Regions from separate parts of the Mus musculus genome. Here region 2 is linked to region 1. A link is a contact called in public HiChIP or PLAC-seq data. All regions are on one chromosome and are shown on one strand. The core of a region is the stretch at or near the end of the contact, and the rest is flanking DNA. Distances in the headings are between cores, read along the strand shown.

What was found. HiChIP or PLAC-seq counts read pairs in DNA pulled down with a chosen protein or histone mark.
Region 2: an H3K27ac HiChIP or PLAC-seq map of microglia shows a contact between it and region 1, with 9 times the contacts expected there. The contact joins the promoter of Slc30a7 here to the enhancer-like site in region 1. A contact is called at or near these places in 10 of 39 promoter capture datasets (3T3-L1-derived adipocytes, the C10 cell line, the HPC-7 cell line and 6 more), 1 of 15 datasets of contacts at CTCF or cohesin (the NIH/3T3 cell line), 3 of 484 Hi-C or Micro-C datasets (B cells, double positive thymocytes and nephron progenitors), 31 of 115 datasets of contacts at active chromatin or transcription factors (the 230-238 cell line, the HPC-7 cell line, the SCID.adh cell line and 21 more) and 3 of 9 other capture datasets (adipose tissue, embryonic stem cells and liver).

Annotation. Positions count from the first base shown.
Region 1 is chr3:115,680,498-115,686,375 of GRCm38.p6, forward strand. No RefSeq gene overlaps it. Among named protein-coding and RNA genes, the nearest start is that of S1pr1, 32 kb to the right of the region's middle. Within about 2 kb of position 2,319, at least 115 of the 459 cell types and tissues checked have an H3K27ac peak or open chromatin away from gene starts, as enhancers often do. A contact at or near this core is called in the 230-238 cell line, B cells, the HPC-7 cell line and 10 more, where this site is marked.
Region 2 is chr3:116,005,015-116,010,892 of GRCm38.p6, forward strand. Slc30a7 (solute carrier family 30 (zinc transporter), member 7) reads right to left here and starts at 2,392. Exons shown (of 11, transcript NM_023214.7): 1 at 2,121-2,392; 2 at 1,820-1,921. The coding sequence starts at 2,200. Extl2 (exostosin-like glycosyltransferase 2) reads left to right here and starts at 3,283. Exons shown (of 5, transcript NM_001163514.1): 1 at 3,283-3,523; 2 at 5,608-5,682. The coding sequence starts at 5,675.

The sequences.
Region 1 (5,878 bases), core at 1,069-3,568:
CCCTCCCTCGGCGTGTACTATGAGTCCTCTTGTGCAAGCACTGGTGTGAGCTTGGAGAGAGGCACGTGAATAACTATGGAGAATGGGTATGAGGCATAGGCTTGCTTCTGTCTGAGACCATAGTCCTAGGGTTGCTCCAACTTTCCCATGATGGATATCTTCAAGAAGTTATACCAGCTATTTGACCCACATGAGAGGAGTGCTGATACCACAGCCTTGAAATAATGTAGACTTCTTACCTACCCTTGCTCACTCAAACGCCGTGATACTCGTGAGGGAGGGAATATAAATATAGTCCTAATATATGAAATTCTCAAAAACATAAAAATGTTAAATGTTTTAAATGCAATAGTATCCTTAGATATATACTATATTACCTCTGGAAACTAAAAATGCCTTCCAAGAGTTGCTCTTCCTTATTTGTGGTAGGGACTCCAATAGACCTCTTTATTTTAAAAGGATGGTCAAGAACCAGTGAAATAGCTCTGTTTCACTGTTAAAAGTCCTGGCTGCCAAGCTTGATGACCTGAGTTCAATCCTCAAGACCCACATCTGCATCTTCTTGGTCTGTAACAGGAGCATTAGTCTCTCATTTTCCACATTTATAGGATGAACCTTGGGGGTATCGCCTGACCTTCTCCATTACAGCATTCCATTCCCCCACAAGTCAGCAATGCCATGTGAGAGATTCTCCGTGCATTAATGATAGATAGATAGATATTCAATGACATGAGAAATAATCATGGTGTGTTTTTAGGGATCTAGTAAACCCCCACTGAGCTTGAATTTATCCAAATATGTATTTGTTTTCTAGGTCCCACAAAGCTCCAGTCTAACAGAAGGCCACATGTTACTTGGTCTCTGGGGATCAACTCAAACCACATGTTCCTTAAACTGTCAAGGTATTTCCTGCCCTCAGGGTCAGGGCTTACACATTAAAACAATTCCCTTGTTGCCATCTCAAGCTGAGACCAAAAAAAAATGGAGCCTATGGGTCTCATTTGGCTAGTCATTGAATGTAAGCATCCCTGAAAGGGCTGTCTGAGTACACTAACCCAGGATCCTGGAAGCCATGATCATTAGTTCTTTGTTCCTGAAGTGGTATCTGGATGTTGTTACTGTGTCAAGCACTGTAATGTCCCTGGAGAAAATGTCTAGAAGGGAGAAAGAAGCAAGACTGGGCAGAGGGAGAAGGTGGATTATGGTGGTGGTATCACAGAGATGCCAGCCAGTCCTACATGGATCTTTGGCACCAGCATGGCCTCTCAGAATTGTCCTGAACTATCAAATCCTGAGTCTTCTTTCTACCAGCATTAGATGCAGGCTGCTCTTGGTGAAGAAATGTGATATAGGAGGAGAATGGGCTGGGGTTGATGGTACCTTCCCAATATCCCAGCTCTCAGGCTGAGGTGGAAGCATTGCGAGTTTGAGGTTGATCTTGGCTACCTAGTGATGACCTGTCTTTCAGAAAACAAAAGCTGGGGATGTCACTCAGTGTCAGAGTGTTTGCCTAGCATGTGAGAGGCCCTAGGTTCCATTCTCAGTACTAGAAACAAAATAAAACAAAACAAAAACAAACAAACAACAAAAAAAGCAAGCTAACGAAATGGGAAAAGAGAAAAGAAATGAAGTGGGAGAGGGAGATAGGGAGGAAAAGGGAAGAGAAGAGGCGAAAGAGAGGGTAGGAAAAGAAGGAAAGAAGAAGCAGGAAGGAGAGGAAGGAAAGGAAAGGAAAGGAAAGGAAAGGAAAGGAAAGGAAAGGAAAGGAAAGGAAAGGAAAGGAAAGGAAAGGAAAGGAAAGGAAAGGAAAGGAAGGAAAAGAAGAAAAGAGAGGGAAGAAAGGAAGAGTCGCTGTAAGCTGCGAATGATGAACCCCTCCAGCAGTTGGGAGATGCACACCTCATACTGAAAAGAACGTCTGGGTGATATGCGGGGTCACCACCAGGAGCATTCAGCTCATAGATGGTAATTCAAAGCATGGATATGAATGTGATTACTAAGAAGAAAATGCAGACAGTAGGGAAAAGAGGAAGTAGGGTGCCAGGGGGTGCATGCTTGTAGTCTCAGTTAGTTGAGAGCCTGCGACTCTCATGTGAGCCTAAGAGTTTGAGGCCAGACTGAGGGCCAAAAAAGGTCCCACTTCAGAAGAGAAGTGGTGCCTAGAGTTTAGAAGAGTTTAGAAGAGAAGTGGTGCCTAGAGTTTAGTAAGCGGCTGTTTGTAGCATTGCAGATCTATTTCCACCCCAAACCATCAGGGCACCAACCCGGTTCTCATCTCGTCTCATACACAGGAAGAGACAAGGTGGGGCTCTGCCAAGCTGACAACCACCGCTTGGCACAGTTGTTGTGGCTCCTCGCTGTCTTTTTCTTCCATTGACAGTCACGTGTGTCAGCCTTCAAACTGGTAAACAGGGGATGGGGCAAAAGGTCAAAGGGGGTCAGATCTCGATCTGAGCGCACTGGTGTGCGTGATCAGCTGTGTTTCCTCATTATAATCAGGAAATCCTGTCTCCCTTCAGTGGAGGCACATCTGGAGAGTCAGCAAGGGTGGGGAAGGGCAGGGGGGGAGGGAGGAAAAGGGGAAGAGGGTGGGGTCAGGTAGCAAGGAAGGGAGAGGCTCATCTCTCCTTTCTGGGCTCAAAATAAGCCTTCATTTCTTTAGTTCTTATACATGTACCTCTGCTCTCTGCTACACTTCTTTCCCCATTAGCCTCTGCTGTCTTTATAATTTCATTACTAGCTAAAGGGAATTTCACTGCATTTAAAGAGGAGGTAAGTGTACATGCTGAGCTGTAGGAGGCTGTCTCAAAAAAAAACGTTAAAAACTTAAAGTAATACTTTAAAGTATGAATACGTTTGTGTGCATGTCTGTATAATGTACATGTGCATTCAGATATGGTGGTGCACTGTTACAATCTCAGCAATTGAGAGGCCGAAGGAGGGAGATCATGAGTTGCAGACCAGCTTAGGCAACATGGGAAGAACCTGTCTCAAAGAAAGGGATGTGACTCAGTTGATATTCTACTTGCCTGACCTGTTTTATGCCTTGAGTCCAGTTCCGAATAGTTTATAAACCAGCAAGGTAAAAGCAGGGAGATCAGAAGTTCAAGGCTATCCTCAACTACATAGGCTATTTGGGGTTAGCCTGAAATACAAGAAACTGGCTTAAGAGAAACAGACATACAGTAACAACTACCCTAACTTTTAAATGGCCAACTTTTGCAAAGAGTTTATTGCATGTCGTTTATAATGTGAGCTCTGGTGTTGAAAATAAAGATTGAGTTGTTAATTTTAGATTTATTTATTTATTTATTTATTATATGTAACTACACTGTAGTTATCTTCAGACACACACTAGAAAAGTGCATCAAATCCCATTATAGATGCTTGTGAGCCACCATGTGGTTGCTGGGATTTGAACTCAGGACCACTGGAAGAACAGTCAGTTCTCTTAACTACTGAGCCATCTCTCTAGCCCCGAGTTGTTAATTTTAAATTGTAGCAGTAATTGGGTTTTTATTGCCTCTACCTCCAGAGTGCTAAGAATTAGGTGTTTGACAACCAAGCCTAGCTTATGTGGAGGTAAGAATTGAATTCAGAATTTTGTAGATACCAGGTGTGATGGTTTGTATATTCTTGGACCAGGGAGTGGCACCATTTGGAGGTGTGGCCTTGTTCGAATAGGTGTGTCCTGGTTGGAATAGGTGTGTCACTGTGGGTGTGGGCTTAAGACCCTCACCCTAGTTGCCTGGAAAGTCAGTCTTCTACTAGCAGCCTTTGGATGAAGATGTAAAACTCTCAGCTCTGCCTGCGACATGCCTGCCTGGATACTGCCATGCTCCCACCTTGATGATAATGGACTGAACCTCTGAACCTGTAAGCCAGCCCCAAGTAAATGTTGTTTTTTATAAGACTTGCCTTGGTCATGGTGTCTGTTCACAGCAGTAAAACCCTAACTAAGACACCAGGTAAGCCGTCTAATGGCTGAGCTGTATCCCTGACCTGCTTGCTTCTCTTCTTGTTTGAGACAGGAGATCAGGCTGGCCTGAAACATGCCTGGATCCTCCTGTCTCTGGCTCCTGAGTGCAGGGATTACAGGCATATGTCACCACATGCAGCAGCTGCTTGTTCTATACGCCTTATTTTTCAAACGTTTATTTATTACTCTAATGTGTGTGCAATGCATATATGCCAGTTCCTGCAAGAGTGCACATGCGGAGGGCCAGGGACAATTTGTAGGACTCAATTCTTTCTCCTTCTACCCATCCACGGGTTCCGGGAGTTGAACTTAGAACATCAGGTAGGTGTGCTAAGTGCCTTCACCCACTTAGCAAGCTCTCTGGCTCTATATACCCTGTATATTTTATGAACAAAAATGTAAAGTTGTCTTTTTTTTTTTTTTTTAGAATCAAAACCAGGTTTCTGGTAAGGTCTTCTTCTCTCCTCTTCCTCCTCACTTGTAGCCTGTGACCTGGATCAGACATGGAGTCTGCCAGTTTCTGTTACCCTGCTCTTGCCTGACTAGGAGAATTTTCTGTGCCATTTGCAACACTCACTACTACTTTCTACTGAACTTCAAATGTCCTAGAGACCTTGGTCATTTCTAGGACTCCTTGTATGTCAACAGCATGTTTCATGAGTTTGGCACTATGTATCAGTGTAATCTAATTTCTGTTGTCTGTAAGAAGGGTCTCTCTGGCTCTTCACAACCTGCCACTGCATCAGCAACTGGAACTTTGACCATAAGCTTTCTCTAACGGATTGATACCAGGAGCTCTGCCAGCGTGGGCCTGCCTGCCTGCAGTTTATTGGAAGGAAAGCTAATGTGGCCTCCACACTTGTGTTGTCTCCTTTTGCACTTGACAGCTCCTCATGCAAGGACGCAGCCTTATCTTTCTCTTTTTTATTGTATTTTGTGTATACTAACCTCTTGCCTGCATGCCACAGTCTTGCCTAGTCAGAAGAGGGGATCAGATCTCCTTTAACTGGAGCTGCTGATGGTTGTGAGCCACCTTGTGGGTGCTGAGAATCAAACCTGGGTCTTGGGGAAGAGCAGCAAGAGAACAAAGTAAGAGAGAGAGATGCTGGAAGTGTGCTCACAGGAACCGCGCCAGTTTTTACATTACTTGGCTTGCCTTGTTCAAGTCATTGTTCTAGCAACCAAATGGCTGGCTTATTTTAAAGCCTACCCTTTGTCCACTATAAATGTAGACTCCGAATGAAATGAAGCTTCTTTCCCAAGCCATAGGATGTTTAGGCTGCTGACAAAGACACACCTGTCAACCGTTTCCATTTACTGAGGCTTTATTGGGTTTTTGATGTTGCTGTTTGTGTTTCAGACAAGGTCTGTCTATATAGTCCAACCTGGCCTCAAACTCAAAATCTTCCTGCCTCCTTCCCGAGTCCTGAAAGTGCACTCACACACCACAATGCCTACCTTGATTCCGCTGTATTGAAATTAGAAATTCTTGGCACGTTGTCATCTCAACCTTCTCATTTCCTTTGAAGATCACAACTCAATGAAAGGGGCTGGCACCTACCATTAAAGATAACAACTTAGGAAGTCTAGTCCCTGACATATCTAAAAGCAAGAGGACCACTGAATACTTTACTGATACCTCAAGGCTGCTGCCCACATTACCAGGTGGCTGGTACTGTATCATTCTGCCATAGTTTCCAAGGGAATATGCTCCTAACCTAGTGGGACTCAGTATTTATCAGGAAAATATCCGTTGTAATTCTAAACTTGCTTCACTAAATTTTATTTATTTATTTTACAAGAAGCCATTCCCTTAGTGTAAGCTTTGAATGAGGCTCTACTCCATCCCCAACTTTAATTTAAAAAAAAAAAAAAAAAAGGAGCAGGACCAGAAATGTC
Region 2 (5,878 bases), core at 1,142-3,641, 320 kb after region 1:
ATATAAAGCAATAATAAAAGATGTGTGTGTACAAAGCTACAATGTATCATAGAATAAGCAACACATATGCCAAAATTATGACAATTTAAAAAGAAAATATGAAGTATATTATAAATATATTCATTATTAAAGTATTATATTCAAATATAAGTTAAGACTATAGTATTTTCAACAAATATGATCTATCAAAAGGTATTAAATAGTTTATGAGATTAAAAATAATGTTATGAGGTATCCTTTGAAATGTACAATTCTCAGAGGAATCAAAATGGTTATTAAATACATTAAGTTAATGATGTTCATTTGACTTTTGTACCCCAAGAAATAACAAAACCAATAATCCTTATGATTTACTACTTACTGAAGGTTTTGCTTTGTTTGGGGGCTTTTGTTGTTGCTTGTTTCTTTTTTGAGACAGGGATCTCTTAGTCCTGGCTGTCCTGGAACAGATAGACCAGGCTGGCCTCGAACTCACAGAGATCCTCCTGCCTCTGCTACCCAATTGCTGGGATCAAAGGTGTACGCCAGAGAACAGATGCCATGATAACTTGATTGAAACAATTACTTTGCTCAAATACAGCAGAGTTAGAGTCCAAAGACTATGATCTTTTACCCCTCTGAAAATGGATTTTAAAAGACAGAGGCCAAGTTAGTTTACTAGAAGTAACAAAAATAGACCATAAATGGCACAGGTTAATCTACAATCCTATGTAACTCGCCTAAAGATCCTGGGAGAGTTATATCCCCCATCTTCTAATAGAGTCTCTTTCTTTAACATTTTGTTTTTATCCCTGCATGTGTGTGTCTGTCTGTACGTCTCTGTTTTTCTGTGTCTGTCACATGTGTGCATGTGCCTGTGAGGTGGAGAAAAGAATGTCAGACCCTTGAAGCTGGAGTTACAGGCAGTTGTGAGCCACCAGATATGGTGCTGAGAACGAAATCCTGATCCTCTGCAAGAGCAGTGAGCACTCTCAACTTCTGCCCCTCTTTTATCGATTCTTAGAAGGGAATAAAATCTAGAAATGGAGTTAGCACACTTCAGAAGTGTGCTCATTCTGTTATTTGCAGAGCAGTTTCACAAGCCCAGAAGTTATCCCACAGCAAATACTTAAATTCCAGTGACTTTACTTCCTTAGCGACACCGGACTCTCTTCGACCCAAATCTTGACACCATAAAACAAAAACAAACAAACAAAAAAGCCCAAAGGTGACACCAAAGCCTTCAAGTCAAAATGGCATTCTCAGAAAACTGTATGGGATTTTCTACTGCAGTAAAGATACAAGGAAAATCCTAAGACAGTTTCACTGGAAAAGAGAATGGCATATGCTTTGCCAACGGTCTCTTCACAAACCTCTTCAAAAGTCATTCAAAGGCAATCATAAATTTAACAGGGCCATTCAGATCTTTCTCTCTCAGAATCTTAGGAGTGAAATCCAAAAAAAAAAAAAAAAAAAAAAAAAAAAGCCACACCCACAGGTAGGTTAGCTAACAGGATCCTCTCATTTTTCCTGAGGCATAGCTAAGGCAAGCTGTTAAAGAGATTCATTGCATCTGCCAAATAAAAAAGTAAAAAAAAAATATGAGGAGGGGGCCTGTTTGTCAGTTCTGTTTAATGGAGTTGCAGGAAATGAGAGTCCCCGATCTTAGAACTGCAGCCCTTCCCTTTTGGTGAGAGTACGCTGAGAGCAACTCAGCAAAAGTGGTAGTGGCAAAGGTAAGACGTGAACCTGCCGGTAAGGAGCTACGTGGCACTAAGCAAATAGTGGCTTGTCTCCCTCACCCTCTGCTTCCGCCCCAATCATCTTCCCCTTTGGTTACCAGTTGCTCCAGATGCCGTAGAGTAGTTCCACAAAAGCGAAAGAGAGGTTCAGGCACAGGAAGAAAAACAGGTTCCGGGATGTCTTGTCCGACAGGATGGACCTGGGCACGATACAGGTGATCAGAAGCAAGCAGGAGCCAAGGGGGTTGCGGGGACCCCTCAAAACCCACCCAGTCCGCATGCTCGTTCCACCACAGCAGGAGGGTGACGCTCCCATGCTGGACCTCAGGCCATCCTTAGCACCCAGCTTTGTCTCAGCATCCCGGGCAGCCCCCTCCCAGCAATCACAGCACCCCGCACCTAAACCAGCCTGAGATCTTGCCGAACAGATTGAACTTGGGTGGTTTGTATTCATCATCCTTGATGGACAGGGGCAACATCTTCTCCACCCGGCGAAGGGCCGGGTCTCCGTCCCTCTAGAAGTGACTCGGTATGGTGGCGGCAGTGACAGCGGTGACGCTTCAAACGCGGACCCCAAAGCGCTTGACCGCCGCGGCACCGCCGCGAGACACAGACACAGACACACACCCGGGAATTCGAGGACTTCCGGCCCGGGCCGCGCAACGCGTCCTGGGACGGGAAAGCGGGAGGCGGGGGCGGGGACTCCGGCAGGGGAGGGGCTTACGGGGAGGAGGCGGGGCTTGGGGGCTGCGGAAAGTCCGAGCTGAAAGCTTGGGGATCTATCTCTAGCTGAGCTAGGGGTCCTATCTCCTGAACTCACGAAAGATACCCCTGCTGGCTCTCTGCAGACGTGGCTGACTGGTTCAGGGCCCGCTGTCACCCACCCAGATCGCCCATCACTATCGTCCCCGGATGCAGTGCAGCCCGCTCCTGCTCCTTCAGCATTAACCCCCTAAAGGACCTCAAATCCCCGCTGTGCCTTAGGCAGCATCACTGAAAAGCCCAGGCGGCCACGTGCTGCGCCGCCACTGCACGGGATGTGCGAGAATGGCTTCCCGAGGTCAACGCTAAGGGAGTCCACCCCCACCCGCGGAAACCGTCACGCGGGACGCGATCGTTGAGTGCTTTGCAAAAGAAACACTTAAAGGTATTTTAAAACGTCCTTTAGGAAGAGGGCCATAGACTATGGCCTTGAGGTCCGCTTCTTGCTGTTTCTCCCCTGCAACCTCATTCGGTTGTAGCCCTGAAGGCAACCGCAGACAGGTTCCTTTAGCATCCTTGTCACCCCCAAGACAGTAGCTGTCACTATGGTCCATTTCAGGAGGTGCAGATACAAGCCTGTTGGGTGGGAGGCTGGGGATGAGCCTTGTGGGCCTGGGCTGGCTAGAGAGACACTCTCCAGCATCTTTCTAGGGGATTGTTTAGACAAGGTCAGCTGGCCGATCACGTGAATGATTAAAAGTTATTACCTAGAAGGGGAAACCCGGAAAGGGGGTCTGGTTTGGGGAGGTGGCTTGGAAACTACAAAACCGAGCTTCTTGGGAAAGCCTTTTTGCCTAACAGGAAGTGGAGCGTCACCCAAAGCGAGGGAGGGGTGGCCACTCAGGAACTGTCCCCTGCTCCAGGCACTCACTTTGCAGGCGGCGCATTTCCTAGGTTATCAATTGGACGGGCAGAGAGGTTGGAAGCCCGGTTTAGGAAAGGGGTGGAAAAGAGGCAAGCAAAGGAGACTCTCCTTTCGATTTATGCTAACCAAGCTGCAAATAAACCCGCTGGCCCCGCTGCAATCTTCTGCACTAGAGGTGAGGCAACTGTGAAATTCTCTTTCATTGATTTTATCTTTCCATTTGGGACCTCTGCTTGTTTTGCCCTCGTTCTTGGAACTTTGTGGGTAGGAAGGATTTATTCTGTAATTTAGATTTTTGAAAATAGATCTTGATTTTTTTTTAATGTTCCTCTTTAAAAACTGCTGGTAACAAACGGCTTGATTCTATAAGTTCTAGGACAAACATGTCTCTTTTGTCTTTGCCTTTCTTGGACCATTATTGTCATGTAAGCAAATATTCTCAATTAGTAGCATTTACTTTTTAAAGGCTACTCTGTTGTTGTTGTTCAGAGCAGTTTTTCAATTCTACCCTACTGCATTGCTGAGGAAGCCAGAACTGACTGCAGACGAGGTCGTTTAAGGCAAAATAGCTATTGCAATTGATTTTTTCCCCCTTGAAGACTGCTTTATTTAAGTATGATGGTGGGGATGGTATATCAAAATAATCAAGTTTCAGCAATGGATTTCCAGCCTTCTCATTAAGGTCACCTGCAATTTGAGCCTATGTGGTTTTTATCCTGCCTTTGGAAATAAATTCTGTATTCCATCTTGCACTGTTGTAAATCCGAAGTTGCTTAGCTGGCATAGATAGGGAGGAACCCATATTACCTGTTATTGAATAGTTTTGAAAGGCATTAAAGAAATTTAATTTCAGCTTTATCAGTTTCCTAGATTTGTTACGATATAAGGTAGATCTGCTCTTGAAGATCTTCTCCCTTCTGACTGTGGCCATGCTATTTTTTAATCCTTAGCCCTGGACAGCATAAAGGCCAATCAGCGTTAAAGGCATTTTCGTTTGCAGTATAAAGGACAGAAGGACACTCTTTAAACCAGGAAAAGTTGTTTCTACTGTGCCTCACTTCTTTTTGTAATCTTTAAATAATATCTATCCTGTTCATGTTAACCTACACATAGGTTAACATATGTCCCACATGTTAACACACGTCCCACACGTCAAAATAGAACTCAGTTATCATTTGGAGATTATCTTGTATGTGTTGGGTGTCCAGACTATAAAGCAAGATAAGTGAGAGTTCTTCTCCGGGGAGAGTTTTATGGAGAGGACAAATTAATGTGAAGAGAGGGAGGTGGGGAGAAAGGCAAACCCATCGGTATTTTAGATGGTGCAGTCTTTAAGTTGTGCAGCAGCGATGAATTTGAAACAGTGAACAGAGACAACAGCTATTGCTCGATGAGCCTTTCTGCCTGTGCTCACCCATTCATCTTACTCCCGCAGTAATTCTTATCATTAAAAGAAGGAGTTGGGCGCACAACGATTTTGATTCCTTAGCTCTGTGTTGGTGGTCAGTGTTTAAGCAAGCCTGCAGTCACACGAGGTACTTGGGAAGTCTCCAGTCATAGGTCCGTTGTGCATTACAAAGACTAAATGGCTAGAGAAGACTACAGAATAGATACAGTAATAAATGTTCTTAAATTAATAAGTGTATCTCTATTTTAAATACTTATGTATCTATTCAGTTAGTCGCTTTAGATGAACGCGCTGTATGGCGTGGTTAGTTGTGTGGTTGAAGATTGAAATATGAAAGCAGAGAAGATGAAAGGACGGACATTCCTCCTGTTCTGAGTCCTTTCCGGTAACAGACAGCAAGAATGACAAGGGTGCCATCTGTCAACCTCAGTAATCCGTGTGGCGTTTATCTGCAACCCTATTTTAGACCCATGCTTTATTAGATACATCAGATTGTTGTCCTATGAAGTGTTGTTTTAAAAGGGAGCTGTAATAGAGGGTAAGAGTAAAGATGAACGTGAGTCTAGGAATTAACTAGTGATGCAAATTATATTCACAGTCCTCGGCGTCACTTTGAGATGTGTGTGCCCTGGTTTCAGATGCATCAGTTGGGACAGTCTCTGTTTACTGTTTCTGGACCCTCCAGAGAAATCTAAAGACAAAAGCGCTGCAGTGTTAGCATCAGCCAACAAGAAAACACTATCTACCTCAGTCCCCAAATGTCATTTTTAGAACCTAGAATAGCAGGTTTTTTTTTTCCATTTAAAAGTCACTGAAAACATCACAGAAAATTCTTTGCTGTCTTTTAATAGTATCAAGAGAGCCTGTTCCACTGAAGTACTGAAGTCATAAAGAATGCTGCTATAAAAAATTAATAATATGATGAGGTAAGTCACAGGTTCTGTCTCTTTAAAAAACAACAACTAAAAATCCCAGTAAAATACATCTAACATAATGTGTCATCTTAATCGTTCTTGCGGTTCTGTAGTCTCAAGTATTTTTATGTTGTTGTATAACTGATCTCCAGATAAAACCATCCTCCTCCACCTGCTCCCAGTGCTCGGCAACCATGAGTGTTCATCA